Linked DNA regions of Gossypium hirsutum: region 2 is linked to region 1. The links are chromatin contacts, called in public Hi-C maps. All regions are on one chromosome and are shown on one strand. The core of a region is the stretch at or near the end of the contact, and the rest is flanking DNA. Distances in the headings are between cores, read along the strand shown.

The links. Hi-C and Micro-C count contacts between places; a contact is called where the count stands out from the background.
Region 2: a Hi-C map of leaf shows a contact between it and region 1, with 2.1 times the contacts expected there. The contact joins the promoter of LOC107901179 here to the promoter of LOC107901270 in region 1. A contact is called at or near these places in 3 of 34 Hi-C or Micro-C datasets (all in leaf).

The regions. Positions count from the first base shown.
Region 1 is chrD06:11,578,487-11,584,807 of Gossypium_hirsutum_v2.1, reverse strand. LOC107901270 (E3 ubiquitin-protein ligase ATL42) reads left to right here and starts at 3,949. Exons shown (of 1, transcript XM_016827197.2): 1 at 3,949-5,852. The coding sequence starts at 4,295. The coding sequence ends at 5,539. LOC107901272 (ninja-family protein mc410) reads left to right here and starts at 610. Exons shown (of 4, transcript XM_016827201.2): 1 at 610-980; 2 at 1,622-2,033; 3 at 2,148-2,636; 4 at 3,070-3,801. The coding sequence starts at 1,751. The coding sequence ends at 3,575. It overlaps LOC121218476 (putative B3 domain-containing protein At4g03170), which reads left to right. Exons shown (of 1, transcript XM_041095679.1): 1 at 1-419.
Region 2 is chrD06:11,801,617-11,807,937 of Gossypium_hirsutum_v2.1, reverse strand. LOC107901179 (protein unc-13 homolog) reads right to left here and starts at 2,533. Exons shown (of 5, transcript XM_041095682.1): 1 at 1,410-2,533; 2 at 186-1,052. The coding sequence starts at 1,916.

The DNA of each region.
Region 1 (6,321 bases), core at 2,700-5,199:
TATATTAAATGTTGGAAATAATAGGAGAAAAGATGATATAGGGAATAATATCCTTTCTGGAAGTTCTAAAGAGTTTTGTTTTGATGCTTGTTTGCCATACATTTCACTTAGTTGTGTATACTCTTGTTGAATGAATCTGCAGACAGAGGCTGAAATCTCATATATTAATCTCATAATGATTAACAACTTAACAGAGTAATGATTGGTGACATGACATGATCATTCTCTCTTTGGTTACCACAAAAAAGATTTGGTGAAGAAACATGTTTGCTAATGTTCTGTTTCATGCTCCACGTAAGGAGTGGCATCCTCTGTCACCAACGGTCTCTGGTGTCTCAGTAAGTTACTGAACCAGATTTTGCATGTTCCTTTATCAATAAAATATTGTTCAACTACCACTTGAATTCCATTTAACTGCTTTGTTTGCATTTTTGTTGCATATAAATTGTTAAATTCTTTGCCTTTTTCCAACTTTTTGTATATAAATTGTTAAGAGAGATGAAAATCATAATTAGCCCAATCCTTGTAAAGACAGACCAAAAGAACTGAACATTGCTTACTTGCAATTTTGCATTAAAAATATATGCATGTAAAGAAACTATACAGCCAAAGATGAGATATAAAATTAGAGCAAGTTTTTATTCACATGCATGGTGTTTAATTAGTTAAACAAACAACAAATGTAAATCCTTAAACATCTTTGGACATGATCAAAGTGAGAACAAACTCAAAAAAATAGGGGTAAAAATGAAAATTAGAAAAGATTTTGGAGATGGACAGATAATATATGTACATACGTGTGGTATGGTGAGCAGCAATAAGAATATATATATGTGGTCACATGGTATATATACATATATATTTGTTAAATCCTATTAGGTAATTCACAACATTTTCTCACATTTTTCAGTGTAGTGTTTTGTTTGAGTGAGCATGTGATAGAGCAAAGACAACCTTGGTTTTTTTCTGTCTTCATTCAGGTGATTTTCTCTTTCCTCATTTTTCTTACTGTTTTTTTTTTCAATTTTTTTAGGGGTTCTTTATTGAATCTGTGCAGGGTTTTGACAAAGTTTAATGATTTTTACAAAATGGGTTTCTGGTTTTGTTTGGATCTAATTATGAATTTTTAGTTCAAACTGATTCGGGTTTGATTTTATTTTCTTAAATATCTTTATTTCTGGGAATAGATCTGGAATGTTCTTCTTTTTACTGATAAATGAATGTCGAAAATAAATTAAAATACATATTCTTGCTGCCAATTGCGATGCTTGTTCTTGTTCTTTAAACCCCTGCCTCTCCACTAAAAAACATGAGCACTTTAATTTTTGTTTAGCTTTACTTTGCAGGGTAACCATTGGCACTTCCATTATGTTTTTGTTTTCGTGTGTGTGATTTTTTAAATTAATCTCCTTTAACCATTTTTTCCCTAACATTATGATTTGGTAAGACTAATATGAAAATGGGTTTGTTACATTTTGGTAGATTGAATTCAGATTAAACCTAAAGTTCCTCTTTTTAGACGCCATCGCCGAAGAAAAATAAGTTGTTGTTTCATTGTAAAACTGTTTGGAAGTAAGTGTTCTTTTAATCTTCTTGTATTTCCTATCTGGCTTTTGTGCAGGCATGCAAGTTTAAGATGGTTCTAGCATATATTGAAGTTGTATTATGTATTCTATAATAGATGTTCTGTAGGGAGGATCGGTAGAGGTTATACCTGGAACTTCGTGAATATACTGTGAATTGATATAGAATGGAGGATGAAAATGGGCTGGAGCTTAGCTTGGGTCTATCTTACAGTACGTTGTCTGCCAAATCTAAAGGCAAAATTAGTAGTTCTTCAGATACTAGGACAGAAGAAGGCGATAAAGGCGTCGAAATTGTGGATGACTTTAAAAACTTTCTTCAAACCAGAACCCAGAAACAGGACCCTGGTGTCAGTTCTCACAGAAGTGATCCAGTGAAACCTTTGGAAAACTTCTTTAATGATCTTTCCAAGGCTGCTGGTGATGCAGAAGCCTCTGTGAACTTGAATGGTAAGCGTAAGATTTTGTTTGATGAGATAAACAATCCAAAGAAGCTTGAGAGAGAAGCTCATCATGTTGATTTATCTGAAAAACCCAAAACATCACATATCTCCATGACAACAGAAGATGGCTCTACTGCGGAGAATGAAGATGTAGCTGAATCTGAAGTTGAGGGTTCACCCTTGAGGCTAGTTTCACGTCATGATGATGGTTCCAAGCGGTTTATTGGAGTTAGTGATTCTTCTGAGGTGCCGAAGGAGGTTAAGCTTGGAAACTTGAATTACGGCAATCCATGCCCGGTTCAATCTGTAAATGTCCTGAATGTGCCATTTTCATTAACAATGAAGCATTCTAACTCTCCTGGAACCCCCAGTTCATCAGGTCATACACTACCTGGCATGATACATAGTAGGCCTTCTGGAAATGGTGAAGGGTCAGTGAATCCTGGAAACTTGCCAGTTATGTTTGGTTATTCACCTGTTCAACTTCCACTGTTAGATAAGGATAATCCCTGGGGTACGGTCTCTCACTCACCACAGTTCCAACCGATGTCTGTTGGAAAAGGTCCACCTAATTCTGATAAGCATAGTGATGGATTGAAAATATCACAAGGTATCTCTTTCTCCCTTAGCTTGAGGATAGGAAAAGAAAAAGAAAACGAGCAATATGATGTGATTAATGGATGGATGTGATTTGTAATATATGCCTACTGATCTGTTTTTTCTACACTTCATTGAGAGCTCTGAGTTATCATATATTAAAAGCATCAAGTATATACTTTCATGCATTTTGAAACCTTTTTGCCCAGACAAGAAAGTGAGATTCAAAATATTCTTGACGCTAAAGGAAAATCACTTGTTAGTATGTGTTGAATAATCTAGTACATAAATGTATGAATGAATTCTATATGATACTTATTTCAGCATTTTATTCTAAGAACTTATTATTTTTACATTTGTGCCGTAATGATTTTCAAACACTATTTTACCTTTGTGTATCATCAAGGCTACTAATTGTTAATGAACTTTCCCTTTGTCTAATGTAGCTTCTGTGCATACAATTGTGCGCAATTCCTCTGAGGCTGCACAATATAACGGTGGAACATTCAAGGAAGTCAATGGCGAAGGTAAACAGCATGCCACAGAGGAAAGCTCCTGTACTCCGGTAGACGAAGATGTAAAAGGAAGCAGCAGCATGAGTCTCAGAGCAAATGCTCCATTGGATCAACCTACAGCAGAAGGCGTAGTAACTCTTGATTTTTCAATCATAAAGCCTGGTATTGCCGCAGACCTGAAATTTGGGGGATCTGGTTCTTTTCCAAATTTACCATGGGTTTCAACCACAGGTACTGGCCCACACGGTAGAACAATTTCTGGCGTCACTTACAGATTCAGCGCAAACCAGATAAAGATTGTTTGTGCTTGCCATGGTACCCACATGTCCCCTGAAGAGTTTGTTCGGCATGCCAGCGAAGAGTGCACTGATCCAGATAATAAAAACCGTTTGGCAACATTCCCTAGTACCAATCCTGCCGGCTCTGCTCAGACCTGAAGCGTAAAATGGACATGCAATCAAGTGTGACATTGAAATACACGTGTGAGTCCTTGCTTTCCTCACTGAATATAGTTATTTGTTTCCTTTCTCAGTTGTATCACTGCTGCAGTTAAATACTGCATTTGTATGTAATAATATTTGTAGCATCATTTCTTTGTCTAATTATAATCTGAAACATCATTTCTGACATGCTTTTATAGCAGTAAAGGAGACTTCCCCACCACTTTGGTTTTATGATTCTCCTTTAGAATGCAATACGTGTTTTTATATTTATATGTATATACATATAATGCAGGCAGTTGAAGAATTTTAATGGCAGCCATGTTTATTTATAGCATGATTGGTTTTTTTATGACAGCATAAGACCACAAGTTTGGTACCGTATATTGGCTGTCTCAGAAAACGCCACCAGGGCCGAGTCCAAATTTTGTATGCAATCAAAAAGTCTCTCCACTATGTCATCACTTCTGAAATTTTAACATTTTAAAAAAGGCATGCATTGCAATATGAAATAAAAATAAAGGAAGCTGCCAAACATTAAAAAGGACGCTCTTTTAGGGGAGTGACATGTTTGTCAGGATTGGGACTATGCTTAACAAACCAATGTCAAACTACCCCCACATGGTCTAATATATATATATATATATGTACATGTTTCAGCTTAAATGCTAGGAGGGAAGCAATAGAATTCTGGGTTCTGAGAGACGTGTTCTTCAATGATTCGATCTATTTTGATCAGTTTAGTTCTTATTTTCCTTTTTTTGGTTGTTGTTGATGCACAATCGTATTCAAGTGAGACTGATGCAATTTCAGGAGATGCTGTCTCAAATTTCCAACCGAGCCTGGCGGTTGTCATAGGTATACTCTGTGTCATGTTTGCCTTGACGTTTTTCCTGCTTGTCTATGCCAAATTCTGTCACAGTGCAGCAACGGTTCATGCTGATCATCATCGTCGAATACTCAACCGAACAAGGTCTCGGTCCTCAGGGATCGACAAGAAAGTTGTGGAATCGCTTCCTTTCTTTAAGTTCTCTTCACTTAAAGGATCAAAACAAGGGCTTGAATGCGCAGTCTGCTTATCAAAATTCGAAGATATTGAGATCCTAAGGTTGCTGCCTCAATGCAAACATGGCTTTCACATTGATTGTATTGATCAATGGCTAGAAAAGCACTCAAGTTGCCCTCTTTGCAGGCAGAAGGTCAACGCTAATGACCCAACAATCTTTACATATACAAACAGCATGCGGTTCTCAATGAACCAATCTGAGCTAAGAGAAGACTCCAACATAGAGCTGTATGTCCAGAGAGAGCAAGAGCATCATGGCTCATCAAGGTTCAGCATCGGAACCAGTTTCAGAAAATCCGAGAAGGGTGATATCGAAACCAAAGTTCTAATCCAAGAGGATGTTGATGATGATGGATTCCATAAGGTCAATCATAAGATCATTGTATCTGATGTAGTTTTGCAAAACCGGTGGAGCAGTGTAAGTTCATCCGACCTGATGTTCTTGAGCTCAGAGATGCTTAACGACATGTCGAGCAACAGATTTGTGTACCTAGACATAAACAAGGAGCAGTGTACGAAAACAAGGACAATCGAAAACGAAGGAATTACGAAGATCAAAAGGGAATTGGAGATAAAGAGACTGTTAAACAAGCCAGTTTCAACTCCTGATGTGGCTTTCACATCGGATTCAGCAGCTAGTACGAGTCATGCTGCATCAAGGATTACTAACCAAGTTGAGAAAAGATCAATGTCGGATATCACTGCTTTATCGAGGTTTCAAGACGATGGTAGGAGGAACAGAAAAAGTGAGTGTTCATTGCCTGAAAGGTACACAGAGGAGGAAAGGAGAAGGCTGCTTTGGTTGCCAATAGCTAGAAGAACAGTGCAATGGTTTGCCAATAGAGAAAGGTGTGAACAACAAATTCAGGGTCCAACACACCATTTAGATGTTTGATTAATGGACTAATAGTTGCATTTTGTACATAATTTCACTAGGCAGGCACAGCTACACATTTCCAAAAAAACATTTTCCTTCTTAATTCAGTATTTTACTAAGATTGTTGTTTGCTTGTTGGCTTTTACTTCTAGAAAAAAAAGAAGAAAAAGAGCCTGCTTGCTAACCTGGTTTTCTGAATTAAACATGTAATTTATTAAAGATTGCCCTGGTGGCTGGCTGAACCAAGGAATCTTGATTTAAGAGGATCACATATGATCTGCCCATCATACAAAGTTGGTTTTGTTGAAATGTTAACTGTATCTTCCATATTTATTTTATGATGCATGTTCGAGGTTTGAAATTGTCTCTTTTAACAATATATCTTTGAGATTCGAACATGTGGTCTCCATTTTAAGAATGCAATATATACATCTAAACATATATAACTAAACTTCACAACTATTTTTATTCAGTAATCGGTATAGTGATCCATATAGAGTTTAGGAATCAACTAATTCAAACAAAACATTTAAGGGATAATATCTCATATATATTAATGATAATTATTTAATACAAATTTAAATAATGATTTTTTAATTTCGCCCACTATCCAATGTATCAAATAATAAACATAATTAGAACAAAATTTGCTTTTGTTTTTCTCAAACAGTCATTTGTATTTAAAATAAAAATAAAAAGAATAAATTGTGTAAGGAAGCTTTACCAGTAGTGGTAGGGTGGTAATTATGGGGAACATGGAGCAAAATAATCAAACTACAAAAAGAGACAAAAAGCAATGA
Region 2 (6,321 bases), core at 1,284-3,783, 220 kb before region 1:
GATGACGCTGCACTTGGAAAATTTGCATATTTAATATGCCTGCAAAAACTTGCAAATGCTGAAAACCTATCTATCATATGGAAAATGTTAAAAACGAATTTATATCATGAAATGAAACTATAGGAGCCTTGTTATCTTGCACTGCCCAATAATATGTATGGACATTTGAAATAGTGAAAACTTGCCTGAAAAAAAGCAGTGCGCAGTGATGATCGTATGTATGTATCAACTCTCTCATGAGCCACATCAAATTCCTTTCTTTTTTTACGGTACTCATGCGAGATATCTTCTACCATTATCTTTGCTGATAGAACTCCCACAGAAACAACACATTCCAATAACTCAGTGTTATCACTATGAAAATAATTGTGGTAGGCAAGAAGCCTTTTCTCCGCCCAACCTAAGATTGCACTCAAAGTAGAACTCAATATCTTGGAGTAATTGGGATCTTTCATGGACTTTGAATCCTTTTCAACTTCCATCAACAGATTATTGGCAGCAAACAATAGATCCCCTTCCACTTCACCAGTAGCCACATAACGGTTAAACAATATCCACAAGAAACAAAGATTATGCAGCATCTGATTCATTCCAAGGACTACCCAAGTCTTTTTTATGAGTTCAAGAACCTCATCAACTTCTTCAATAACCGATGTTTCATCATTAACATCAAAACAAGCTTCTAACAGCATTTGGTAAATTCTGAGATTCAATGGGAATCCATCTGCCCAGTGGATAGTCTCAGAAGCAGACCCATCAAAGGTTCTACAAGCAAGAGATAAAACAATGCTCCGGAGTGCTTGCATTGATTCATTGTTTTTTCCAGTCTCCAAGGGCTTCTCGAGGGCTCCACGAATGATCTGTCGTAGTCGCTGCGGAGCAGCGTCGGTCTTGTCCAGTGGCAAGAGAGGATGCAATAGTAATCCAGCTTCAAGAAGCTTCAGATTTCTCCTTTGCCAAGCTTCATATTCTCCTTGATTCGGAAAATCCGAAGGCTTGAGTTGCTGCAACATCTCAAGTGGCAACACTACTGACTCTATCCGTCTTCCAAGCTGATAAACGTACAGCATACATACATATGTACTGTTAATAAAAAAAATAAGAAAATTTGAGCAGCAAAAAAAAAAAAAAAAAAAACATGAATGAACTCAAAACTCCACAAACATTCTCAATAATCAACAACTGTTGTTGTCCACAGTGATTCCAGCATAAATTATCAAATTAAAAAAATTAAGAAAATTAAAAGCTTCTAATTTATTCAGCTTAGCACAAATTACTTCTACGGAATTACATAACTTAAGCTTAAATAAAGAGAAACGCCAAAAAAAAAAAAGTTGCTTCTCTCAGTAAAATTGAAAGGAAAAAAAGACAAAAAAAAAAAAGGTTAATATATACAGTTTTTAACAAACCTGAGCAGCGGCAACTCTCAAAAGAGCTCTTCTAACCCTGGAATCCGTTTGCTCTGAAATTCCCATCTGAACCCTCAACATCTCTCCAATTGTAACCGCCTTTTTGACTCGTTCCGAGTCCGACTCACCACTCACTTTCTTTCTCCCAGACGATCTCAATCCCAAAGCCTTCTTCACCTTACTCGCCGCCGTCGATGTCAACGACCTTTGCAACGACGCTGTCGACGTCAGAGTCGGCGTTGCCGTCCTTTCCGAGTTCCTCTCCGACTGCGATATGTAAGTCAAAGGCTTCCCACCGGTACTCCGACAAGCTCCAACCAGAATCTCATAAGCCGTCTCACGGAGCGCCGAATCCGACAAATTCGTCGCCAACTCCCCGAAAGGACACGGCAGCGTCTCGGTCAAGAAATTAGGCATTGCCGCCGCCGCCGCCACCGTGGTCGTCGTTTGATGATGGCTGTGTCGTTTGGCTTGGCTGGAACTTCTATCCCTTAATCTACCCGACATGTTTGAGAATTGCAGAGTAAAAGAATAAATTAAAACGGGCTTAAAGATGAAGGTTTTATGGGATTGTTTACTTTACTGCCTTTTTCTTTTTTATTAGTTAAGATTCTTGCTTGACTTTAAAGGAAACAAAATGAAACTTCTGCAAAATTCATCATACAAAATTCATCATAAAATAAAAGTTTAAAACAACAAAATAATATAGACAGACAGTCAAAGAATTTGGTATCTTTTTGTAAGAAAAAAAATGGATGAGCATTAAGAAGAAAATAAATAAAATGATGGTATTGCCGTTGTCTTTGAGAGCAGCCAGCCAGACCGAGTCAGGAGCGCGTGCGGTGTAGTTTCTTCTTCTTTTCCTTTTTTAATAGAGATAATTGCTGACTCTTTCTTTAATTGAATTCCATCCTTATACTTTACAAAAATTTAAAATTTGGTCCCCCTATTCTAATTTGATACATTTTGATCATTGTAATTTATTAAAACTGGGAAATTAATTCAATTGTTTTAACCCATGTTAAATAAAGGGATTAACTTCTCAGTTTGCATAAGGTAGAGGGATAAAATTTAAAATTAAACCTTTTTGTTGGTGAAATAATTTTAATGTAGATTGGGATGTTGGACCAGTTTGACATTTAATTTACAGTTCATAATGTAGCTTAAAGTTGTTGTTTTTTTCTTTTCTAGATTCAAAGTTAATGTGAAACTCTAAGCATTCTTTGTTGGTTTGGTTTTTTTGTGGTGGAAATGGAAGAGAGGAAGTTTTTTGTTTCTCTTTTATTATGGCAATGATAATAACTTTGAAGTGGATGTGTGACCTTAAAATTCACTTAAATAGATGCAAATTTTGATTTTTCTTAATGAATTTTACTAGTAGTATTATAAAGTTTAGTTAATAACATGAATTTTTTGTTTTTATAATGAAAATCATAGATCGAGTTAGTGTAACAGGTCAATTAAGCATTAATTCAATTGAAAATTTACTAAAATATTCTTCTATATATAAAGTAGATTATATTATTATTAGATCAGCTTTATCTTTTTTATATTTTTCTATAAAATCAATTATAATGATATTTAAACTTAGAGATAAATATTAAATTTATACATAAATTTTGGTTCAATGTGTAATTTGGTTTTGTACAATTATACACATGAAACTTCAATTGTAGTTCATATGTATAATGAAACTTTATTTTGCTTCAATTGTACACATTTAAAGAAATGAATGCATACATTTATTTTCATATTGGAATAATGTAATTGTTTGTGTATGCAAAATAGTGCTAATTCGATGATGTTTGTGATTTATGAAACTTGAACCAAACCAAACCAAAATTTCATGTATAAAATCACACAAAATCAAAGTTCATGTGCAGTTTTGATATTTATCCCTTAAACCTATGATACAATGAATTTTAAATATGTAACCTTACCATCTCAATCAAAATCTCATTTAATTTCTATATCAATTTTTAACAACTATATTTGTTTAAAAAATTCACTCACATTATAGGTGCCGTAATTTTCTAGTGTATATGAAAATTTTGATTTTATAGTAAAAGCATGTGTATATTTATCCAAATTTATCCTACTTTAAATTAATCTTGTCGCTTGTGAAATCTATTTAGTTATATTTTATAATTATGTTATGTGATAAATAATTTTATTCTGATTCTCCTCATGTTTTTATAAAAAAAAAGACTTTTATGGGATTTTTATATATTTTTTTCCTTTGAGTAAACTCACAATTGAAATACCAAACGTCTAAGCCTTTTTATTATTATATTTTTCTCCTTTTTTTTTTTTAAAGATAAAAGGGCAAGTAAAGTAATAGTGTTGACTGGTGTAATAGATTAGATGGCAAACAAGTGAGAGAATGATGAGCTCAATCAACCAAAAAATATTTTATTTATTACATCTTTCAGCTTCAAGCAAATTGTTGTCAGAATATAGAATCTCAAAATAGCTTTCTTACTACAATTTGCTGCAGGGATTGAGACCAATTCTTTTTATTGTCAACAAGTTTAAAATTTGCGCTTCATTTTAAATACTATCAATAAATTAAATGGTTATTTATTATTAGAAGGTGAAGTTATTTGATTTTTTTTAAATATTTTTATAATATATTATCATTTAATTAATTGATATTTTATAAAAAAAATTTATATATAATTAATACATTAAATTTAAACTCTTTAAATTAATTAAATTTTAGTTTGATTTGTAATATAGTTGATTATGGGCTAGCCAGATCAATATAGAATTTTAGGCTCACTTTTTAAGCTTAGTCTCGACTCAATTCGAAAAATAGACTTAAATTTTTTTTCTAAACCCAGCTCATATTAAAAATGTTAAACCCAAGCCCGATCATAATAAATTTTCTAGATTATTTTTTATATAAAAACAAATCTAAAAAATATAATATATCAAATATACTAAAAATATCAAAATAAATATTTTCCAACAAATTGAAAAAAAAAAGTGTACGGGCAAGTGATTCGGGTTGGACTAGGTCGGGCCCAAGCTAAAAAAATGCTACTCAAGGCTCGATTCGTTTACAAAATGAGCTTTATTATTTGTTCAAATCCATTTTTTGAGCTTATACTTTTATTTAAATTCTCTTACTTTTCAGATCAACCTTTAAATGGGCAAATCACCTTAAAAACACATGAGTTGGAATATATTAAGGTATATGTCGGAATTTTTTTTGAAAATCGACTTTATTTTGAAAATAAAGATGAGAGTCACCACCAATCTTTTTTATGAGGTGTGATCGGGTCACCTCGTAATTTGATCGTTTTAATAAACGGTTTGATTTATTAAAACAAATATTTTTGGTCTACAAAATTCAGGAAACGGGTTCGGGAGAAGAAATCATGTAACGAAGGGGATTCTTATTTGTACAAATGGTACTTCGAGCTTGGAATGAGCATGAAGAAATTAACGATACTCCTTTATCTTTTGAGTTGTTCTGCCTGATCGGTCGCTCAAGACCTTTGGTCTCTACCCGGACCCGATAAAAAAATAGGATCACTTCTTATGGGTTCGTTGAGAATGATTCTGATTTAGTTCATGGCCTATTAGAAGTAGAAGACGCTCTGGTGGGATCCTCACGGACAGAAAAAGATTACGGTCAGTTTGATAATGATCGAGTGACATTGCTTCTTCGATCTGAGCCAGGGAATCCCTTATATATGATACAAAATAGATCTTGTTCTATCGTTGATAAGAGAAATCTCTATGAAAAATACAAATTGGAGTTTGAAGAAGGGGAAGGAGAAGGAGTACTCGACCCACAACAGATAGAGGAGGATTTATTCAATCACATAGTTTGGGCTCCTAGGATATGGCGCCCTTAGGGCTTTCTATTTGATTGTATCGAAAGGCCAAATGAATTGGGATTTCCCTATTGGGCTGGGTCATTTCGGAGCAAGCAGATCATTTATGATGAAAAGTATGAGCTTCAAGAGAATGATTCGGCGTTCTTGCAAAGTGGAACCATACAGTACCAGGCACGGGATAGATCTTCCAAAGAACAAGGCTTTTTAAAAAAAAAGTGGTGTCCAATTTTAAATACTTAAAAAAGAATAATAAATTGATAAATAGATAAAACAAATAACATTAAATTGAAGTATTTAAAAAAAGTAAAATAATAAATAAATAAATTGATAAAACAAATATGAATAATATCGAAATTAAATGCTTTAAAAGTAAAAGAATAAATAAGTGAATAAATAGATAAAACAAATATAAATAATATTAAATTTAAGCATTTAAAAAGTAAAAGAATAATAAATAAGTAAATAGATAAAATAAGTACACATAATATTAAATTTAAATATTTTAAAAGTAAAATAATGATAAATAAATAAATAAATTGATAAAAAATATAAATAATATTACATTTAAATATTTAAAAGATAAAAGAATAATGAACAAATAAATAAATATAATAGATATGAATAATATTAAATTTAGGTATTTAAAAAATAAAGAATAATAAATATATAAAACAAATATAAATAATATTAACTTTAGGGATTTAAAAAGTGAAGAATAATAATGAAATTAATATATAAATAATGAAATTAATCGAACAAAGGACTGAATTGAAATCAAAACAAAATTAAAGGCATAGATCATAATAAATAAAATCGAATGAGGACTGAAATTGAACGCGCGTAAAAGACGAGGGATTAACTGGAAAATTATTCCCTATCCCTAAAATAACGTCGTTCCCCAGGGGACTAAAATGAAATAAAAATAAAATTATAGGGTAAAATTAAAAATAAAAAATGAAATAGGACTAAATTGCAACGGGCCATAAAAGAGGAAGGGTCGAAAGCGTTAATAAACCCGTCCGCTAAAAAAACACGCCGATCCTAGCTCTCGGGTCGGGTCGGAC